Linked DNA regions of Salmo salar: region 1 is linked to region 2. A link is a contact called in public Hi-C data. All regions are on one chromosome and are shown on one strand. Each heading gives the region's core, a stretch centred on a gene start, on an enhancer-like site or on the middle of the called end of the contact. The rest is flanking DNA. Distances are from core to core; before and after follow the strand shown.

Evidence for each region. A called contact is a pair of places that touch in the nucleus more often than the background predicts.
Region 1: a contact with region 2 is called in a Hi-C map of muscle, with 5 times the contacts expected there. The contact joins the promoter of npm1b here to the promoter of pcgf1 in region 2. A contact is called at or near these places in 3 of 3 Hi-C or Micro-C datasets (blood, gill and muscle).

Annotation. Positions count from the first base shown.
Region 1 is chrssa05:30,544,443-30,551,122 of Ssal_v3.1, reverse strand. It overlaps npm1b (nucleophosmin 1b), which reads left to right and starts at 3,252. Exons shown (of 11, transcript XM_014199388.2): 1 at 3,252-3,366; 2 at 3,678-3,760; 3 at 4,503-4,622; 4 at 6,382-6,475; 5 at 6,604-6,680. The coding sequence starts at 3,315.
Region 2 is chrssa05:30,403,888-30,409,856 of Ssal_v3.1, reverse strand. It overlaps pcgf1 (polycomb group ring finger 1), which reads left to right and starts at 4,269. Exons shown (of 9, transcript XM_014199354.2): 1 at 4,269-4,417; 2 at 5,210-5,318. The coding sequence starts at 4,331.

The sequences.
Region 1 (6,680 bases), core at 2,003-4,502, 140 kb before region 2:
ACCTCTTCAGCTGCCTTTGTGCAAATGAAACCTGTGACTAGTTAAATACATAAACAAGTGGTTCACACTCAAAGAGAAGTATCGAAGACCTCTACATTTTCCAATTCATTCCAACACTCAATCTGTTGAGAGTGTGAGCAAACTAAAAGTTTTAGTTTTTTTGCCCTCTTCCTCATCCGTCAGCGGGATCCGGTATCTTTAGTAGCATGCCCCCCGCCTCAACCCTCAGTGGGGTCTGGCATCTTTAGTAGCATGTGTAGGACTTCAAAATACTTCTGAATGAATACTTCTGAATGAAGCACGGATGTTTTGTACTGAAGATTCGCTTTGGTGGGAAGAAGTCAACATACGTCAAAGATAAGCCAAAAATGCTGCCGCTGATGAAATAAACCCAGTCCATAGATCTCACAGTAGATTGGGATCTTTGTTGTTTTCCTGTTAAATAGATAGAATTGGCAAAATATTTTTTATCTTGTCCTTAACTAAATTATTAAGAATAGCCACGCAATTTAGTTCTCACTCACTGAATTAAAAATGTATTTTTATTAAACAAAATTGATTTAATATTACAAGTTGGGGTCGTCCTAAAGGTATATGTAGCTACTAAGGGCGTGTGTACAGTAAGCGTGTTGTTGTCACCAAACCAGAGACATTCTGCTGGGAGAAATAAGTAGCATTAACTTTCAGTGTTTTTAACACACAAAGACAAGCTAGTATTGTATGATATTTCACATCAAGTGGAATCTGACCTGTGGAATGGCGGAGTCGCCTTGTCGTAGTGACAGTAGTCTTTGTGGCATCAGTCCAGAGCTACCTGATCGTGGTGACTCTCATGATTCAGAGGGCGCCTGGAAGAAAAGTGTTGATTGAGTGCATGGGCCATGTATCACCTGCACAAAGGGCTCTTGAGACAAGCCAGAGCAGACTTTGCTACACAAACAAGACTTCAAACCCCAGGCTCTTTCACACATGCATGAAACACCGCCATTCCTTCTGGATGTATGATAATACGGGCATCTCTTTGAGTTAAGCTATATGTTTGATACGGGTCAGTCACCTTTAATGTGTGCTCTGTTTCTATTGAGTCGTAGCATAAATGCTTTTCACCTTGAACCTGCATAAGGTTGCGACACTAAATCTCTTTTAAAAGAGGACAGCTGACAAACCAACAATAAACACTTAATTGATGTAGAAGACACAAGCATTTCAAATCCTTTATAGGAATGAAGATACATTAGATAATGTGACGCCCAAAAATTGCTCCTGTTCTTTTGACCCACTGCAACACTTTAAGTTAGGTTGGTCTTGTACCTAGTAGAGACATTATTTTTTTGCACAACACTGAATTAACATGTTGTAGATAGTATTATTGTTTTTGCACAGCAAGTGGTTTATGTAGTTGGAGAAATAGGGACAGTTCCTTATGTCAAACACTACTCCAATACTGTGCACGGACAAAAGTAGCAATGTTATGTAGTACATCAAATAAAATTGTATTTGTCACATGCGCCGAACACAACAGTTGTAGACCTTACCATGAAATGCTTACTTACTAGCTCTTAACCAACAATGCAGGGTAAGAAAATATTTGCTAAATAAACGAAGCAAAAAAAAAGTTACACAATAAGATAACAATAATGAGGCTATATACGGGGGCTACCGGTACCGAGTCAATGTGCAGGGGTACGGGTTAGTCGAGGTAATTGAGGTCATATGTACTTGTAGGTAGGGGTAAAGTGACTGCATAGATAATAAACAGCGAGTAGCAGCAGTGTAAACTGTTCAGCAGTCTTATGGCTTGGAGGTTGAAGCTGTTAAGAAACCTCTTGGACCTAGACTTGGCGCTCCGGTACCGCTAGCCGTGTGGTAGCAGAGAGAACAGTCTATGACTTGGGTGGCTGGAGTTCTTGATAATCTTTAGGGCCTTCCTCTGACACCACCTGGTTTAGAGGTCCTGGATGGCAGGAAGCTTGGCCCCAGTGATGTACTGGGCCGTACGCGCTACCCCCTGTAGCACCTTGTGGTTGGAAACCGAGCTGCTGCCATATGAGGCGGTGATGCAACCAGTCAGGATCCTCTCGATGGTGCAGCTGTAAAACATTTGGAGGATCTGGGGACCCATGCCAAATCTCCTGAGGGAGAATAGGCATTGTCGTGCCCTCTTCACGACTGCCTCGGTGTGTTTGGACCATGATAGTTTGTTTTTGATGGGGACACCAAGGAACTTGAAGCTCTCGACCTGCTCCACTACAGCCCCATCAATGTGAATTGGGGAACGCTCAGCCCTCCTTTTCCTATAGTCCACGATCAGCTAATTTGTCTTGTTCACGTTGATGGACAGCTCCTCTCTATAGGCTGTCTCATCATTGTTGGTGATCAGTGTGGCTCAGTTGGTAGAGCATGGTGTTTGCAACGCCAGGGTTGTGGGTTTGATTCCCACAGGGGACCAGTATGGGAAAAAAAACAATTGTATGAAATGTATGAATTCACTACTGTAAGTCGCTCTGGATAAGAGCGTCTACTAAATGACTAAAATGTAAAAATCAGGCCTACCACTGGGGTGTCGTCTGCAAACTTAATGATGGTGTTGGAGTTGTGCTCAGCCACGCAGTTGTGGGTGAACAGGGAGTGCAGGAGGGGACTAAGCCCCCCTGAGGGACCCCATGTTGACGATCAGCGTGGCAGATGTGTTTTTGCTTACCCTTACCACCTGGCGGTGACCTGTCAGGAAGTCTAAGATACAGTTGCAGAGGTAGGTGTTTAGTCCCAGGATCCTTAGCTTAGTTATGAGCTTTGAGGGCACTATGGTGTTGAACGCTGAACTGTAGTCAATCACCAGAATTCTCACGTAGGTGTTCCTTTTGTCCAGGTAGGAAAGGGCAGTGTGGAGTGCAATAGAGATTGCGTCATCTGTGGGACGGTATGCGAATTGGAGTGTGTCTAGGGTTTCTGGGATGATGGTGTTGATGTGAGCCATGACCAGCCTTTCAAAACACTTCAGGGCTACAGATGTACAGTGTTACTACACAGGTATAAAAGCAATATTAATGGCAAGTGTTACACACCATTACAAAACAGTAATATCATACTACAGTAGATTTTCAAATCTCAAGTATCACAGGATTATTTATAGTTCCTTTGCATTGTCTCCATCTGGTGGACGCAAACCATAGTGGGGTTCCCCCTTTTTGTCCCACCCAGGCTTTGATTCGATTGGACGAATATGATTTCCACAACTTCCTTTTAGCTATCCCATTGGCTTACTGAGCGGTCACTTGCCTTTACGGAACAGAACAATAACATTCAGGGGGAAAATGGCGGAGAATAGCGTCCCAGATTTAACCAGACCTCAAATGTATTTATTTGGTGAGCACGTCTGTACTGCCAAGATTAATTTTAATGCACAGTTAGTAGTAGCAGACATTTGTACTTTGTTACATAGCTATAACTCCCAAACACACCAAATGTCTATATTAAGCTAGCAATGCATATGAGCTTCTCGCGCCAATTCAGCAATACCCTCTTTTGTTTGCGAGTTAGCTAGCTAGCAAGCTAGCAGACTAGCTAGCAAGCTAGCTTAATTTGTTATCAATGATACTGTTAAATTTCTGTTTTCAATGTAGAATGTCAACAGCTATTTGCTTAGAGTTTGCTAACCTGTGTGTTGTGAACATCAGGTTGTGCACTCAAATCGGACAAAAAGGAGTTCAAAGTCGAGGTGGAGGACGATGATGCGGATCATCAGCTGTCACTCAAAGCAGTAAGATTATGATGCCAGTTCTGAGATCGGGTTTCCATTACAGAATATCATATTGTAGCTAGCTAGCTACTTGGCCAACATTTCATCATGGCGTTTTAAAACAATAAAAATGTATTAGTTCGTGACAACTGATGCATTCCACTATGCTACAACTACTGTGAGTTAATTTAATTTTAATAATTCAGTTAGCTGTATGTTCTTAAATATTCTTCATCAAGTCCATTTATTTTTACACTTTGTGCAGTATATTTATCTTTGCACCTGTGCAGACTGGCACCTGTTAAAGAATGTCTTTTGACAAATACAATGAAAACTTGTATTTTATGTAATGGAATATCTAGTCTCTATTTCACCTGTTTCCCTTTTGTTTCATTACTTTTGGAAAATATCAGAAATCCCTTTGTACCAGTACACCACAATACCAAGTTCACCTTTGTCAACATAATGAGTAGAGATTTCTACTAGTCACAGTTCTTTGATGTGTATTTAAAGGAATAACATATTCATCAACAGACAACGTTTTTATTTGTTTTCTGCTCCTTTTCCTAGCTTTCCAAATGACCCCGTTCCTATCCTCTAAATAGATATCCTCATTGTAACATTCTTTCAGTCACTCTCCCTATTTGCCACCAAGCAAAGATGATGATTGACAGACAAATGAGGGAGACTAGAGGGTGTTGGCGTGTTCCAACATGGAAAAACATACAATATCATATCTGTAAAACAGCTGTTGGTGTTGCAGGTGTGCCTGGGTGCGGAGGCCGAGGATAAGTTTCACACGGTGGAGATCGAGGGTGTCACATACGACGGAAAGACCACCAAAATTCCACTGGCTGTGCTGAAGCCGTCCGTGCTGCCCTCTGTGAGTGTTTTAGAATGATGAATCGCCCTTGTTCGTGCTCTTACTCACCTTAAGCTTTAGGAATGTTCTTTTAACCCTGTCCCTTATTCCACTTTTGTAATAGTGAAAAACACTCCACTCCATTACCATGCAATTACTCAAATAACGTGTTGTTACTGTAGTAATTACAGTGTTACTACACAGGTCTACACAGATGCTACAGGTATTTTTGGCCATGACCCAAGTCACAACACTGGGCTGGATTCAATGAACCACACAACCTATTACTATCTTTCCTCACGCTACATTTGTGGCTATAGAGACAGCGACCTACGCTTGTTATTTTGTAAATATTTTCTTAACTCTATTTCTTGAACTGGATTGTTAGTTAAGGGCTTAAGCATTTCACGGTAAGGTCTACACCTGTTGTATTCGGCGCATGTGATTTGATTATGGCAAGGCCATGCCAGTGAGGGGCTAATTCTCCATGATGTCAGGCCTGGTCTCTCCTAAAGCAAGGATGGGCAACTTTGATGGGGGTGGGGGCCACAACAAAATCTGAACTCATGTTGGGTCTCAGTGGCTTGGGGGTCTATGTACCCACATCTATACCCACACATGCAGTCAGAGCCAGCCCTAGCCTTTTGGGGACCTAAGTGACATTTTTTGGGGGAGCCCACCAAAACAATTTATAATAATAAAATATTGCCGTTTTAAAGCAAGTTTTCTGTAATTCTACACATTTTAACATAGGGCGGAGAGAAGATATAGCTATTTTATAACTAACTTCATACATTTCTACAAATTTTTCCATGGAGTGGAGAGAAAAATGTGCAGTTTTACAGCTAATTTCCTGTAATTCTACACATTTTTCCATAGGGTGGAGAGAAATCTTTGCAGTTTTTAAAATGATATCTGAGTGAGAGTGAATAACAAAATCAATGAGGGGCCCCCAGCTAGACTAACTTACCAATAAATAAAAAATGCTCTGTGACTGACACAAGATAAAAAGTGATGCACAACCACATTTCAAAATTGCAGCTTGTGTATTCTACTATTCTAACTCTCAGCAGTAAGTTGAGACCCTGACTGAATTCCCCAAAAACATTTTGTTTTTGGGGGGGATTGATCCACGATCCTAAAAAAAGGCTGCTAGTCGCCCATCCCTGTCCTAAAGTAATCCAGTTTCTGCATATTAAATGGGAAAAATTTGACTGCCGCCCTGATCAAGAGGTCCAGAGAACACTGTCGCCGTTTCTGACTTCTATTGTTGTAACATGCTTGGCTTGTTGGCTGCTGCTTGGCTTGTGTGTGTTTTGGTTCTGGTTCAGGCTTGAAAACACTAGCTGTGAGTGGATAATTGTGTTACTTTATGGAAGTTATCACTACCTGAACACTTCAACAGTAGTTACTCTAATACCTACACCTGTGTTTTGTTTGGTTACCATCACCACCAGAACAATGGCCTGGCACTTAGGAATTCACATTCACAACAGGCTGCACCCACAACTTTTATATTTAACAAGCAGATACAAGTGAATAGATGTTTTGATTTTAATATGGTAATACATTAATAGATCATTTGATAAGACCCTTTTGCTAGCAGATCCATGGGATTCCTTCCCCCCCATGGGGAAAAAGCAAGTTGAATTTACATTCTCTAATGTCATTTGTGACGTTGTACTTCTACGTTTGATAGTTTCAACTGCTCATAAATGTGAAACAATTAAAAATATTTATCCTTTTATTCCTAATTGTAATGCTCTCCCCTGTTTGGCAGGTGAGTTTAGGAGGGTTTGAGATCACCCCTCCAGTAACCTTCCGTCTCCAGTCTGGCTGTGGACCAGTGTACATCAGTGGACAGCATTTTGTCAGTGAGTGACTCTTTATTTGCTGTCTGCTGGTTTAGTTGTTTGTATACTCTCTTCGGGCTTGATATAAGGTGACATTTTGACAGTACAAGACATCAGCGCTGAATGTGTAACCTAATCTCAAATTGTAGGTGTGAAGGACTCTGATGAGGAAGAGGAGGAAAACAACACATCACCTGTGAAGAGGCTGTCAAGCTTGACCTCAGGG
Region 2 (5,969 bases), core at 3,020-5,519:
ATCATCCATTCTGCCCTCCACTTCAAAAACAGCCTTTGGAGTGCTGCCTGGGTGCTTTGGAGCGCTGCCTGGGGGCGTTCGCCATTAGCTTGCCACTTGGCGGCCAATTGCGGGGAGCAGCGGAGACAAAAGCCACGCCCACCCCTGCATGCTCTGATTGCTCCGAGAGGGCCGGGGATAAAAAAAATCTATGTGCCCCGGCTGGGACGGGATGGGGCCTCGTTTTGGCATGGCGGAGCGCAGATTCCCCCGCAGAATGTTTGTTTGGCTGTTTTTGGCACAGGCCGTCCAGGACTGGGTCTTTATCAGTTATTGGATGTCAGTCAATTGATTCAGTGTGCAACGTTGGAGGATTCTTTCCTGTTTTGATGAGGACGTTGACATTCCACGATACTAATTTAAAGCAAATATTCAATTTGGAGACGAGACCACAGTCAACGATGTGCTGCAGGCTATGTTCTAGTGCTATTTCAACAACAAACATGTTTCCTCTTTCTGAGCCAATGCCTTACTACAGTGCACACCTGAACTAGCCGTTTCATATGTCAAATCAGAAATAAAGGTGCACTGTACTTCCTGCCAACTATAGTCTGGATTTTCTAACCATGAGATTTGTCTATAAACCTATTTATTATCTATTACTTCCTGCTATGCAAATTGTTGGGTGACATGTTTTACACGGTCCACTTATATGGATGGTGTTTCATCTTTGGACCTCTCCGTCTTGCCTGGCAGGTGTTTGAATCAGATAAACTCATAATTTCAAATAAAAGGGCTGAGAAGTCAAGCGGATTTACAGACTGTCCAAGAAAAAAAGGGCCCCATTGTCCATGTCCTATGTGAGGTAATGAGAATAAATGAAAGGCTCAGTGCGCCCTCTCTGACATATCTCTCTCTCTCTTTCCCATCCCTCTCTCTCCTGGCTGACGTGTTTTGCCATACTGTGATCTCCTGTCTCCGGGCCCTCAGGTAATTTGGATATTGCATGGAGTCAAAAGCCCTGTCAATCAGATAAGCACTGACCTAGCAGGCCTTATAGATAAGACATTACACAGCAAGAGGGAACGGCAGACAGTGGGGACACAAGGCCGACTATAAAGGCTCAGTGAAGCGAGGCTGATCACGACGGCTTTTCAACCACATAGGGCTGCCAAGAATGAAGTATCGCTTGTCCTCTTCTTGCCATCTCCCAATTTAGATTGACTGGATCAAATCTGGATCTGGTGGATACTTGTCTTTCCTTTTCAGGTCCAGAACACAGTTTAGACAGGTATCTCTGTTATATGATGTGAGTGGGCCTCTGCAAATAAAATACAATTGTATTTGTCACATGTGCCAAATACAACAGGTGTACTTAACCTTGAAATTCTTGCTTACGAACCCTTCCCAACGATGCAGTTAAAAAAAATCTAATAGTAACACAAAAGGAATAAAATACACAATAACAGAGCTATATATTTTATTCCTCTTGTGTGACTATTTTGTATGTCTTACTCTGCATCGTAAAATTCTAACTTTAGAAGCTTTTTTAAACCTTCAGTAAAATTCTTCTGTAAACGTGAAACGTGTTATGTGTAAATCATGTACATCTTTCCAGAATCAATTGAATGCACCTATTAGTCCTACAGTTTTTTGACATTGCACCAAATGGGGTTCAAAAAACACTCCATGCGTATATTCCATTGGCTTACCAAACAACAACGTGCTTTACCATGGAGTGGGAGACAATGTGCTACATATTTTGAATGAGTGCGACATTGACAAATTACAAAGGGTGAGACAACATGAGCTTTTGTTCAAGACAACATAACATTTGGGTGGTGCACAGATAGAAAGCCACTGGGGGATTTCACTACAAATTCTAAATAAACGTTCAAGACAGCCCAGAGCACTTTCCATCAATGAAGGAGCGACTCAAAAGTTAACTTACATAATTTTCTTTTTTATAGATGCTACTTCTCTGAAACTTGTCACAGCAAACCTGTGCTCAAAGCGACCATACAATATCATTCCATATGGTACAAATGACATATTTTAAAAGGCAATATGTAGTGGTGATCTCTAAAGATTCACCTAAGGGAAAATTGGTTAAATTTATGGACATAATTGCAGGGGCGGAAATCCCGGGGGGGACACGACCCCCCCATCCTGGGAAAAATATGATTTGTCCCCCCCAATATATCACTGAAACATAACTATGTAATTTAAATAATATTAATAATACGTAATGAAAGCAATTGTGCTGATTATAGACACTTAATAGCGCGTTTTTAAGTTTCAAAAGATTGCAACCCCCCCGCCCTTTGCCTCACAATGGTTTGATCCACTGCCAGTTCCTTAGCTTGCTACGTAACTGCCTTGAGGTTCATCCAGTCAATCGCGCACACACACACTAGCTGAATATGCAGAGCTAGCGCGAAAATATTAACTATTAAGCTAGCTAGTACCTATTGCATTTATGTGGCGTCATCAAAGATGGAATCAGCATGCAGATGATGTAAGTTAGTGCTTCAAAGTCCCTGTGATAAGGTTAGCGATAAACTGAAGTCCAAACTGAACAGAACTACACTCTCTTCTACCATTGTCTTAAATATATTTAATGGTCTCGTTGCAAAAGCTAAATTGTCGCAAGGGAACTTTTATTTATTTATTTATTTTATTTCACCTTTATTTAACCCGGGTAGCAAAGATTATAGCAAACACCACTGAAACTGAATTGGTGCTCGCTAGCTTTGCAAATTCAGCTATTGTTGGAAGCCAGCCAATATGAAACAAACTATTAAAATTACAAAAGGTTGCAGCATATGTTGTGTAAATGGTGAACTCATACAGCTGTCAACTCTTGTCATTTGAATCCGTTTCACATTTGCTAGCTACCTTTTAGATCGAAGCCCATATAGAATGATTGAAGATGATAGAAGCCCATCTCCTACTGTAAATAACCTACACACTGTGTGTGTAGCCAGCCAGCCAGGTAGAAAAATGGCAGAAAAATAAGACGGACATCAGAGTATTTTTCAATACACCAAAACGCATAGTAAGAACCCTAGTAGCCTAATATCTCAAAGACTAGTTGATAAAATGTTCATAAGAAAGAAATACAATTTTAATGGAAATTTTTCACAATGATGTCATTAGGCAGAGCAGGCAACAGATGGCACACAGACAGCAGAGCTGGGGAAAGATAGGCAGGGACAGGGAGTCTCAGGTAAGTTTGTTGAGTCTTTGTTTGGCAACATTATGAAAGGTTCTCAATTTTTTTGACTCGTAAAATAGGAACATAATTGGAAAATGCCATGGATACCCCCACTCGCAACTTAAACTGGTGACTGAACTAAGATTTGTTAAAGGCAATGGTATTGCTGTTGTGATTAGTTGTGTAGTTTTGGGTACCAGTAGTTAGGAGTACAGCAAACACCTTATTTCTTTGGTTCCTCAATATACATTTACCATATTACAATGTAGGCTATGTGTTACAGCAGCACTTTTGGTGTCCCCCTCAGGAATTGCTCTTGAGAAAATTTCATGTAATTGTCCCCTCCAAAGTGGATATCAGATTTTCGCCCCTGCATAATTGATATAGTTTTATTACTATGACTGTCGTCACTGAGAACACCATTTCTTTTAAATATGTCACACAGTGTAGCTTACCCCTGTGGATGAGTAGCCTATGCTCTATAACCGTAGTGGTGATTGCAATCTCCAAACTAAGATATTGGCCAACAACTAACGTGAAAAACTATTTATATGGACAATTTCTACCCAATAAATGTTGCTGTTGTCTAACAATATTGAGTCGTATGCTTCCAGTGCCATCTACTGACAAGAGACAGGTAGCACAGAGCCTACCATACAAGGCTATTCAAAAACGTTTCTGTGTGTGAGCCCAACAGTGAGCCATATGGCTCGTATGGCATAGAAGGTGCTAGTGCTGTCACTATTAGGCCAACTTAATTTCTCCATGCAAATATAATTTATTATTTTAAGTAGTATAGCTTTGTCCTACACGCAGCGTACAACCCATCATGAGAAGCTGTATGCTAAGAAATGCAAGCTGAGTAACAGGACTCACCGTTCTGTAATTTGTGTTCTGCTTTTAGTTTAGTATTTTTCGAGGTGTTATTCATTAAAATATTTAACACATAAAAACGTCACTGACGTTTGATGGTGAGTTTTGAGTAGGTAGCGAGTGAGAAAACAAAATAGGAAGCGAGTGAAGGATTAGAGGGCAGGACACGATGAAAGATGATTGAAATTCAGCCACAGAACGGACTTGGAGCATGCTCTTCAACACACTCCTTCCACCCGGAAATACGAATAATTCCCAAAGATGGCGGAGCAAGGGCCAATGGCGATAGCTATGCGGCTAAGAAATCAACTCCAGTCCGTATATAAGCTCGACCCGTTACGAAATGAGGTAGGTACCAATTAATTTTGGACTCTATAGACCAGTGAGAATTGTTTGAGTTGATCAGGGCTGGATCTAGCCGCATAACTAGTTACGACGAGGAAAGGCAGCAATGCGAGCGCTTTCTCCCGTCCCTAAGTGATGGAGAGAGAGCTGCCTACCATGTGTGCGCAGGCGTGTGTGGAAGAAGTCCACCCGTGTTGTTGTTCTGGGCAGCTAATGCAGGTAATTCGTGCAAATGTGTACCGTTCAAACTACCCATTTCCCCCCGGTTTACACCAGAAACGCGGTGCATTGTTTGTTAAAATACTAATGTGCGTTTTGCATGGTTAAAATATTTTGACAGTGATGTTTTAGTTCTTACACTTATTAACTAGTAGCAGCTAATTGTGTTCGCTAGGCTAGATAGCTTCTCGTGACGGGCTTGTCAAACCTTGCTTGTAAAGTGACTTACCTGTGTCCAATATTTGCAATTCCGTGTGTAGCGTACTGGGTTGCTAACTATAACTTTATAAAGATATGTGTGTAAATGTAATGCTACACTGTTACTTGCCATTGTGTTAGCAATCATACCTAGGTACAACGTTGCAACCACCTGACACACCCACCTGCTCAAAGTAGTGGAAAAGAGCACGCGCAATCGAGTTATTTGAATGAACTCACCAGGCTCCTCTAGAATATCATCATTCTGCTATTTATATATATATATTTTTAACTTTTACACCAAGTAGCAACAATGTAACGAAACTGCAATGGGATACTTTATATTCTTGAGATTTCAATAGCAACTTCATATTGTTGCAGGAGGAAGTGAAGTTGAAGATCAAAGACCTGAACGAGCACATAGTGTGCTATCTCTGTGCTGGGTACTTCATCGATGCCACAACTATTACCGAGTGTCTGCATACATGTAAGTGGGCCTAGCCTGTGTTTTCTATGTTTTGGCTCTTATGACGTTACCTCTCTGAGGAAATAGGCTAACTTTTACTGCATGTGAATGTGTACAAATCAAAGTTTGTTGGTCTCGTACACAGATTTACAAGTGCAGCGAAATACTTGTTTCTAGCTTCAAAAGTGCAGTAATGCACTATATATACGAAAGTATGTGGACACCCTTCAAATGAGTAGATTCGGTAATTTCAGTCACAACTGTTGCTGACAGGTGTATAAAATCGAGCACACCGCCGTGCAATCTCCGAAGACAAACATTGGCAGTAGAATGGCCTACTGAAGAGCTCAGTGACTTTCAACATGGCACGGTCTTAGGATGCCACCTTTCCAACAAGTCAGTTCATCAAATTTCTGCCGGGCTAGAGCTGCTATGGTCAACTATAAGTGCTGTTATTGTGAAGTGGAAGTGTCTAGGAGCAACAACGAGTCAGCCATGAAGTGGTAGGCCACACAAACTTACAGAATGGGGTCGCCAAGTGCTGTAGTGTGTGAAAATCGTCTGTCCTCAGTTGCAACACTCACTACCGAGTTCCAAACTGCCTCTGGACCATCAGCCCAAGAACTGTTCGTCGGGAGCTTCATGTAAAATGGGCTTCCATGGCCGAGCAGC